Regions from separate parts of the Oryctolagus cuniculus genome. Here region 1 is linked to region 2. The links are chromatin contacts, called in public Micro-C maps. All regions are on one chromosome and are shown on one strand. The core of a region is the stretch at or near the end of the contact, and the rest is flanking DNA. Distances in the headings are between cores, read along the strand shown.

Region 1 (5,167 bases), core at 2,335-4,834, 320 kb after region 2:
CGTGGAGGATGGCCCAAGTGCTTGGGCCCTGCACCCGCATGGGAGACCAGGAGAAGCACCTGGCTCCTGGCTTTGGATTGGCACAGTGCACCAGCCGCAATGCGCCGGCCGTATCGGCCACTTGGGGGGGGGGGGGTGAACCAACAGAAAAAGGAAGACCTTTCTCTTTGTCTCTCTCTCTGTCTCTCTCTCTCTCACTGTCTAACTCTGCCTGTCAAAAACAAACAAACAAAAAACAAACAAACAAACAAAAAAACCAACAGCCTTCATGCCTGCCTTTTATAGACAAATAATTGCACAAAGAAAATTATTTTTTCCTTCATGATTGAGTCCACTAATATCGATAAGCAATAGGACTGCCATTTATGAAGCCTCCACTTTTACATGTATTCATTATTTTAACGAATCAGAAAGCAGATATTGAGAATGCCATTTGATCGATGAAAAAACTGTGTCTTAGAGAGTTTAAGTAACTTTCCCAAGGCCACAGAGCTTGTAGCACCTGTTGAGTGAGTGTGGTAAAATGATTTTAGATAAAGATAAACCCATTGAAACTTACTTTAGATAACAGCAATATTAGCTACTATCCAGTTTCCGTCTGACTTAAAATCAAAACATACAGGAGTTCTAGCATATGTTGGCAAAGTTCTAGGAACAATGCTATTCTAAGTTTGATTGGGAATGAAAATGATTTATCAGCCGTTACGCAGAGGAGGAGAAAAAATCCCGAGACAGCTTTTCTTTTGATTTGCCATATGCTGTGTCATAGAGTAATGTTCACTCATTCTTTCACTTAGCAAACATCCACAGAGTATTTGCATTGTACTAGGCTCTGAGATTGGCAATGAGGAATATAAAGCTGAATGGGGAACAAAGCCTCTTTAAGGGATTTATGATCTAGTAAGGCGAATTACAAAATATGTAAATAATTATAACTAAGTGGAATGCCTCAAGTCAAAATCAAAGTAACAAATATGAAGGTGGCATTGATTACTTCTGTTTGGAAGAAAATCATAGTCATACTAAACATAAACAAGCGCATTTAGAATTTTGTCATTCAATCTAGCCATTTGTCTAAGGCTGGCTTTAGATAAACATAAAAGGCTTATTTGTGCCACCTTGGCAATTATTTTTAGAAAATTCCAAGACATTTTCCAAAATATATTATTTCTTTGAGAGCCAGACTAAAATGCCAAGATTCACCTTAAAATGTTTTACTTTTGCCATTCCTGAATCATTCCGCATTTTAGAGAATTAAATATGTGCATTGTGGCACCATTCTAGTGTGGCCAATTGTGATACCAACTGAAGACTACAAAGTGGAGTCGGAGCAGAAATAGCACCCCCATCAAAATAGTGTTCAGTAATTCAAATATTCCAACATCTTTGCAATGAACATACATGACCTTGGGTGAGAATGAACATGATAAACAATCCATTTATCCCATGTGTTAACTTACAGCGAGGTCTCAGGATTTCAAAGATGTGTTGTACTTTTCCCATTGGCTTAGAATTTGAACCAATAAGGAAGGAGGAAATCTTGATAAATATTCATAAAAGTCTGGCATTGTGAATGTTGAGCAAAGATTGCTTTGTTCTTCATTTGAGTCTGACTTTAAGAGCTTTATGGTACTGCTGTCTTCCTTTTACTGACACAGTAAGCAGATTTTTAAATATTTAGCCTGGTCGCTGTCTTTGTGCCCTGAAATATATTCACCAATGTTAAGAACACCTTATTTCTTAATGTTCAGACTTAATGAATTCTGTGTTCAAAGGAAAATCGAGAATTTAAATGCAAGTTTTTATTATCATGCTGAACATATTTCATATGAACAAAATTAATATTAATTTGCTAGACCTGTTTAAAGTTTATAATTACTAGGGTTCTTTCATTTTGAAAGTGCCATATATTACAGTTATTAGTCTCCTTTAATGGATGTTTAGAGGCAGAGTTAATGTTAGGTTCTCAGCAACAGCTATTTATATCTTGAGTCTGGGTTATAACAATTTTTTTGTCTTTTTAAATTTGATAAAAGCATTACTACAGGTGTTGGCATAGTCATTTCTTAACACTGGAACTCAAGGGATCTATAAAAAGACCAAAAATAAATACAAAAGGAAATCTTTCCCCCTTTGAATTTTTCTCTGGATTGGTAATTTTATCAGACTTGCCATCCTTAGGTTTCTGCTGAAATATTAGTGGTTTCTAGAAAAAGAATGTTCTCATTAAGTATGAGTAGGTGTTCCAGTTAGCACTAAACGAAGAAAAAACTCACCTGCCCTCTCCTCGAATTTACTCTAGGTTTAAAGCAGTTACCATAACAACACTGACAGGTAATGTTTTCTTCACGCAAAGGAATACTTTGCGTGTATCTTTGATTAACACTGAAAGTAGAATAAAAATTAACTGCAAAGGGAGGGAGCAGAGGAAGGCCAAAATAGGCAAAGCCACCACCACCATATCCCAAAAAGCGAGGGCAAAAATCGGCGTACTTTTCAGACACTAAATATTTAAGAGCACACAACACTAAACCAAGGAGAGCAGTTGAGGGGGGAGAAAAATGGAGCAGGCGTGGGGGACGGGCTAGTAACACAGCGACGGCAACAGAGAAATAACACCGTGAAACTGGTGTTGTGTGTGTGTGTGTGTGTGTGTGTGTTTTTTTCCCGGCACCCGAAACTCCAGCTCCGAAGCGGGGCAAAGGCCAGCGCCCGCGGCCCTCCGAGCAAGCGTGCACACATTTCTGGGTCTCCGCCAGCGAGTTGGGACCGAGCGCCCGCAGCCTTCGTCCGGGCCGCGGCGGCTGCCGGCCCTTTTGTCTCCCGGCCGGGCTCGGGGCGGCCACGCCGAGTCCGCCGGCCGAGCGCCCGCCGCCCTGGCCTTCGGGGCCCCGCGCCAGCAGCCCCCGCTGGGCGGATCGGAGGTCGCCGTGCTCTGCCCTCCGTCCCCTCCAACTTGCCGCCGGGACGCCGCGCGCCCGCGGGCCAGTCCCGGCTCCCGTTTCCTCCCTCACCTGGAGCGGCCAGGTCGACCTTGTGTTTGTTTTGGTTTTCGGGCTAGAGAGAGTGCGTGGAGGGCCAGAAGCAGCTGCGGTTTACCGCGCCGCTTTTTTTTTTTTTTTTTTTGGCACAAACTCCGGGCCCCTTGGCTCCTGCCTGCTCCCAGGACCAGACACACAGACAAGGGGCTTTTGCTTCCCCCGGGTGACCGCCTGCGGCCGGGGGTCCGATGCCGCAGAACCGGTCAAGCCGGGACTCGCGCTCCTGAGGGAGCCCGAGAGGTGGCAGCGCCAGCGGGCTCGGGTCGCCCAGGCCGGCCCCGCGGGGCGGGCCGACGCGCCCCGGCGGAGCTCTGGGACGAACCAGAGGTCGCGGCGGGAAGCCGGCGGGTGTGGGGAAGGGCGGAGGGCGGCGATCCACCTGGGCGACGTGGCAGCCATTACCGACTCGCGGAGACCCTCCCCACTCGGCCGCCCACCCGCCCTCTCGCGGCTGGCTCCTGTGAGGCTGCTCTTCCCCGGCCGGACGGAGAGCGGCAGTGTCTCCCCGCCGGGCGCGCTCGCCGCGCGTCTCCCCCCCTTCGGCCGCCCCAGCTCGCCAGCCCTGCGCCGCGCCGGAGAGCGCAGTGGCGGCGGCGGGAAAGGGCTGCGGACCCGCGGCGCCGCGTCGCTCACTCGACGACGCGGCCCCGGCCTCGACGCCCTCTGCCGGCTCCAGGAGCAGGTAAAGGCGGCGGGTGGGCGGCCGGGCGGCGGGTCTGAGGTGAGGGCCCCCCGGGGGTTGGAGCGCGGGTGCTGGGAAGGGGTCCCGGGGCGACGAGCCGAAGCCGAGGGCCCGAGGCAGCGGCGGGCGGCGCTTGCGAGCGAGACCCAAAGCCCCGAACGTGGGGGCGGGCGCGGGCCGTCTCTCGTCCGGTCCGCGGGCCTCGCAGCCCGGACGGAAGGGAAGTGAGGCGTCGGCGAGAGGCGGGCCCTGGCGCGCAGCCGGAGGCCGGGCGAAGGTGGGGGCCGCGGCCGCTTCCCGGGCCTCTCTGCCTGGCGGACCTTCAGGCCCCGACACACCCCTCTTCTCGCCCCCCGGGGCCTCCTCCCTGTTTGTTCCCGCCGGGACTTGACCTTGCGCCTCTCTGGGCGCCCTCGGTGTTTCCCAGGCGGCGTCGCCTTCTGAGAACTTCAGGCCACGTTCCCGAGCACGGAGTGCGAGCAGAGCTGTTTATTTACTCACTTCTTCCAGCCCCAACACACAGCCACTCACTGCACGCGTTCCGGGTTCGGATCCTGCGGGAGACATCGCGCTCCCCTGGGATCGCCTCGCCCTTCCCCTCTCGGGGACTTTGGCCCTCGCTGGGACCCTCCCTGAGCCCTGCTCCGCGGGACCCTCTCGGCGCTCTCTTGGAGATCAGCCTTGCATGGAGTGAGGCATCCTAGCAGGGGCACAGCTTGCCCCTCAACGCTCTTTGAGTTAAAACAGTTTTCTCCCCGCGCAAGAGTCATCTGACAAACGTGGGTGGCTAGGGCGCGGGCAGCCTCGGCCGGCCCAGTCCTGCGGCCGGCGGCCGGCGACCGCCTTTGGAACTAGGCGCCGGTCTGGGCGGCGCGGACGGGTTTGTACACATTCTCGCCATGCAGCGGTTGTACGGGCTCCATGGCGCAGTTGTGACTGGAAGGCGGGATTGGCTGGTTTTTCTACTCGGCATCTCGGAGCCAATCAGGAGGCGCTGCTTGCCCGGAGACTGGTTAACTCAGGACCGGCGGCGATTGGCTGAGCCGGAGCAGGGGCTCCTGGCGACGAACCTGGCCTCTCCGAAAACAATGACTGCCCCGCAGCTGCCTCTCCTGGTGTTTTGTTTTGTTTTGTTTTTAAATGTTATCTTTTAATCCCCACAGCAAGCTTTCACTTCCTATCGATTATCGCTAGTGTTTTTCTTGCAAACATCAGCTCTCTCTTGTAACTCATTTTAGCTCGCACCTTTTAGTTTTTTTTTTTTTTTTCCCTGAAAGCATCCTTACACGCTGTAAGAAAGGTAACCTGCAGTTTTGTGTTTTGATGAGTGTGTTCACTTTATCTCCTTACGTTGGTCGTTTTGGAAAGGTGTGAAGTGCAGGCGATTTTTAGGCTCTGTGCCTTTATTATAAGTGCTGTTGCTGGGATGGAGGGGTGTGGAGAT
Region 2 (4,434 bases), core at 683-3,182:
TTTTTTTTTAATCGTCTACGTTAGTCCACTTAGGAAATGTTTTGAGAGGATCCTTGTAACTCTGAACTTCTAAAACTTGAAAGAGATCGTTAACTCTAGCTTTCTTATTTCACAGACGAGGAAACCAAAGCTGGCCAAAAGAGCAGGCAGGGGAGAAAATTGTAATAAGAAAATCTGCTCTTGCTTTTTGGGGCAGGAATTCAAGAAATTCCCTTTTGCCATGTGCCTCTGCCGAACTATTCATGTCCAACGGCTACTTCCTTTTTGGCTGCCACAATTGTCGTTATTTTTGCTAAATTCATGTGGCTGCCGTATTTTTGCAATAGGACATTTTGCTGATTGGGTTATGTGATTACGACCTTTAATCCCCATTCCAAAAGTTCTACTCATAAGAGTCCTTGGTGTCAAAACCGTCTTATTTACTGCAAGCGCTGTCGACCATGTCAAATAGCTTTTCAAACAGAGTATCCACCTCCACCATTTTCCTTTTTTTACACATTCAATATTGATTGAGTGCCTACTAGCGCCAGCCACCTTAGCAGGCTCTAGGCCCCAACACCATCCCTGTAAGGAGCTTCTGTTGGCCAGTGTTCACCTTAATGCGTAGACTTCCACAAGCCTGGCCCAGTGGTTCATCGTCAGCAGCAGCAGCAGAGGCAGGGAGTTTGTTAGGCACCTCCTTAGGCCCAGCCTACATTCTTTTTTTTTTTTTTTTGACAGGCAGAGTGGACAGTGAGAGAGAGAGACAGAGAGAAAGGTCTTCCTTTGCCGTTGGTTCACCCTCCAATGGCCGCCGCGGCCGGCGCGCTGCGGCCGGCGCACCGCGCTGATCCGGTGGCAGGAGCCAGGAGCCAGGTGCTTTTCCTGGTCTCCCATGGGGTGCAGGGCCCAAGTACTTGGGCCATCCTCCACTGCACTCCCTGGCCACAGCAGAGGGCTGGCCTAGAAGAGGGGCAACCGGGACAGAATCCGGCGTCCCGACCGGGACTAGAACCCGGTGTGCCGGCGCCGCAAGGTGGAGGATTAGCCTAGTGAGCCGCGGCGTCGGCCCCAGCCTACATTCTAAAGACGAGGCTCACCAATACGATTAAAAAAAAAAAAGAAGAAAAGAAAAAAACTTCCAGGGGTTTTGATGAACACTCAAGTTTGAAAACCAAGGTTTTAGTTCCACAGATTAGCGGTCAGTATCTGGTTTCTAAACCCACTTCAGATCTTTCCAGGGGAAACCTATCTCAAATAGAAGCAATGGGCTCCAACAATAGCCGCCCTGAGTTTAATGACGGGTAGTCCCTCAGATGATCATTGTTAAGAGTGGCAGTCATGCTCTGCCCTCCTCTCCCCCCCACAAAGAAAAAAACCATAAAAAAAAAAAAAAAACCAGCAAAAAAACCCAAGCCACCGCGGTGGCTTTTCTGGGGCTGTCCTAACCGACCCTGGGCCGACCGGGGCCGCGCTTTCACACAGACTCGGCGGGCACACGCAGCCCGGATCCGGCTGAGTCAGGGCGACGCTCAGGCCGCGTGGGGCCGCAGGAAGCCCTCAGCCGGGCTCGGGCCTCCATGCAGAGGCCAGGGGCCGGCAGCCCCGCCAGTACCACACTGGGGGTCGTCCAAGCGAGGCGCGGGTGGGGGGAAGCAGGGGCGCAGCGGCGAATCCGAGAGGCCGAGGCAGGGATGGCCAGCGCGGAAGCCGCACCCGCCCGGCCCCAGACGCCGGCAGGGCGGAGTCACGCGTCCGCAGCTCCGGCTGAGACGCGCGGCGCGGCGCGGGCTCGTGGCTGAGGCGTATGGGGCTACAACGGGAGCGGCTGCGCCGCCCGGCCGGGTCGGTGTCGTGCGCATGCGCGGGTCCGGCGCCATTTTGGTGGCCGGGCGCGGAGGTGATTCCACAGAGCAGAGCCCGGCGGCCGGGGTGGCAGCGGCGGTGTTCGTGTGCTGGGATCTGAATCTCCGAGGGAGGAGGCGGTGGAGGAAGAGGTGGCGGCGGTGGCGGTGGTCGTAGCGGTGGCGGAGGAGGCGGGTACGAATCAGCTGCGGGCGGAGACATGGCCAACATCGCGGTGCAGCGAATCAAGCGGGAGTTCAAGGAGGTGCTGAAGAGCGAGGAGGTCAGAAATGAACTCCCGGACATTCCCCCACCAAGGCCCAGGGCGGGCGGGCCCTCCCAGCGGCGACCCCGATATCCCCGGTGGCCCTCCCCGCGGCCGCCCTTTTGCCTGTGGGGAAGCGGCCGTCTCCCCCTCCTCCTCCCGCCGCCTTCCCCTCCCTTCTAGGGCCCTGGGGTGGACGGCTCGCGGGCGGGTGGTCTGGGGAGGAGTACGGTTTGGGGGGGGGCGGATGAAGAGGGGTGCACTCCGCGGCGGGGTACGAGCTCTCTCTCCCGAGCCTCGAGGCGGTGGCAGCAGCTGGAAGTGTGGCTGTGGGGTGTGGGAAGGCAGCAAGGCCGGGCCTGAGAAAACCCGGGAAGTGGGTTGGGGGAAGGGGAAAGGTGGTAACTGGATCCGGAGAGCAGCGCTGCTCCAAGGCCCACACTCTGAAGGGTCTTGGGGTTGTTGCCTGTTAGGCCTTTGCTGTCCGTTCCGAAGGCGAGGAGCGATGAGAGCCCTGAGGTGCTGGGGGAAGGAGAAGGACATGCAGAGGTATTCCCTCCTAGTTAGGCGTGGGGAGACAGGAAAGGCATAATGGGATACTAGCTTGTTTGGGGGATGGGATAAAGGAATTTTCACCTGAGATAGGGAATTAATTCCAAATGAGATCTTTATCTCCTTTCCACGTGCCCCCCAGTTCCTAGGCCTCTTTATTGACATCTAGTGCTTTTTAACGGGGCAGAGGCTAGGTAGTGTATTAAAGATATTTACATATTTTTAGCTAAGGAAAAAATAGTGAATGAGTAGCTTATTTGAGAACATTATTTACAGGTTACATATCAGACTGTCTCAAGACAATGCCTCTGTGACTCGTGTTGGGCCATGAAACTCCATTATGATGTCCCTCATGGTTAAAACTTGTGTCTTTTAAAAATAGACCCATTAAAAACAAAGGATTTCACCCTGTTAATACATTGTTGTCTCTTAATTGAGTAGGTTTAACTCAATATACATCTCTTGACATAGCATATTCTTTATTTTTAAATTGTCTTTTTCTGCCGTTGAGTCCTGCAGAATTTAGATGCCTTACTTCTGACCACATTTACTTATGTAAGGTATTTAAAATGTCCTAGTAATTCTGACTCGAAACTCTGCAAGTGTCAGTACAGTTTGTCATAACTACTGAAAATTACTATTTTCGAGATCCACACCCATGTCATTATTGAATATATCATTGCTATTTGTGTCTTTTCTAATTGTTGCTTTGATAATGTCAATAAAGATTTGTGACACTCAGCCTTCCCAGGATGTGATGAGTAATTGACATAGTCTAATAGCACTTAAGCTTTATTTGTGTCATTGAATCTACTGTGATTTCATCTTTCCATACATCAGATGTGGAGAAAATCATTATAAAATTCAAAAATGACAAATACTAGCAGATCTATTGACTATAGTAGTACGTAAGTCATGATCAGCTCTACAGAGCATGTGTATGAACTCTGACCTTTGTGTTCGTTCATATGCCAAAACTCTGAATGGAAGGATGACTTTGTATTTTTTGTGGTACAATGCAGAATAGAGTCATTAATGTCTGGAGAGTGTGCAGTGAAACAGTGGTACTAACTTTCTATTTAGTAATGATAAGAAAGATGTATTCCAGGGTAGTTGATGTATATATTCCTAATGAAGAATTGCGGCTAATATTGTTGCTAACATCCTAAAACATTTCCTTTATAATAAGGGTGTACAAGCCTGAAACTTAATGAACTAATAGTTGTGGTGTTTTTTTTTTTTTTTTGTATTATTTAAAAGTGGTAAGTTACTGCTTCAGGTAATTCACGTGATCTTTTTGCTTTATGTGAGGTGACTTTATCATTGTATTCTTAAGGACTTAAGTTGAGGATTACCAGAAATACTTGTATTACCCTAGAAGTGCATATTGTTAAAATAATCTTTTTTTTTTTTTTTAAATGTAAGGGCTACTAGAGCCTTACTTTTAAAAGTGTCATAGTATTTTAGAGAAAGCAAGCAGGAAATACAAACAAAATTATTTTTAAAGTACCTTTATAAATCTGGAAGGAAACTGCTTCGGAGAAAGTGAGTTGCGAAGAACCTTTAGTTAAGGTCAAGCAGTTTAATCTTGAAATAAATATAACTAATAAACAGCTTTATTTTCATCAATATTTTAGTGGGCCCAGTTATATAAGTAGATTATGTTGATTATTTTCAGCTTATTGAAGGACTGGTGTTCTTTGTAAGGGTATAAATGCAGTATTTTGAATGGCCGATCAGTAATAAGTTATTTCGTCATGTCACGTTATGTGAATCTCTGGTTTACTGAAGTT

The links. A called contact is a pair of places that touch in the nucleus more often than the background predicts.
Region 1: a contact with region 2 is called in a Micro-C map of ear pinna, with 8 times the contacts expected there. The contact joins the promoter of N4BP2 here to the promoter of UBE2K in region 2. A contact is called at or near these places in 2 of 6 Hi-C or Micro-C datasets (ear pinna and an unstated tissue).

What each region holds. Positions count from the first base shown.
Region 1 is chr2:33,871,668-33,876,834 of mOryCun1.1, forward strand. N4BP2 (NEDD4 binding protein 2) reads left to right here and starts at 3,585. Exons shown (of 19, transcript XR_011386210.1): 1 at 3,585-3,723.
Region 2 is chr2:33,548,589-33,553,022 of mOryCun1.1, forward strand. It overlaps UBE2K (ubiquitin conjugating enzyme E2 K), which reads left to right and starts at 1,933. Exons shown (of 6, transcript XM_051842473.2): 1 at 1,933-2,107.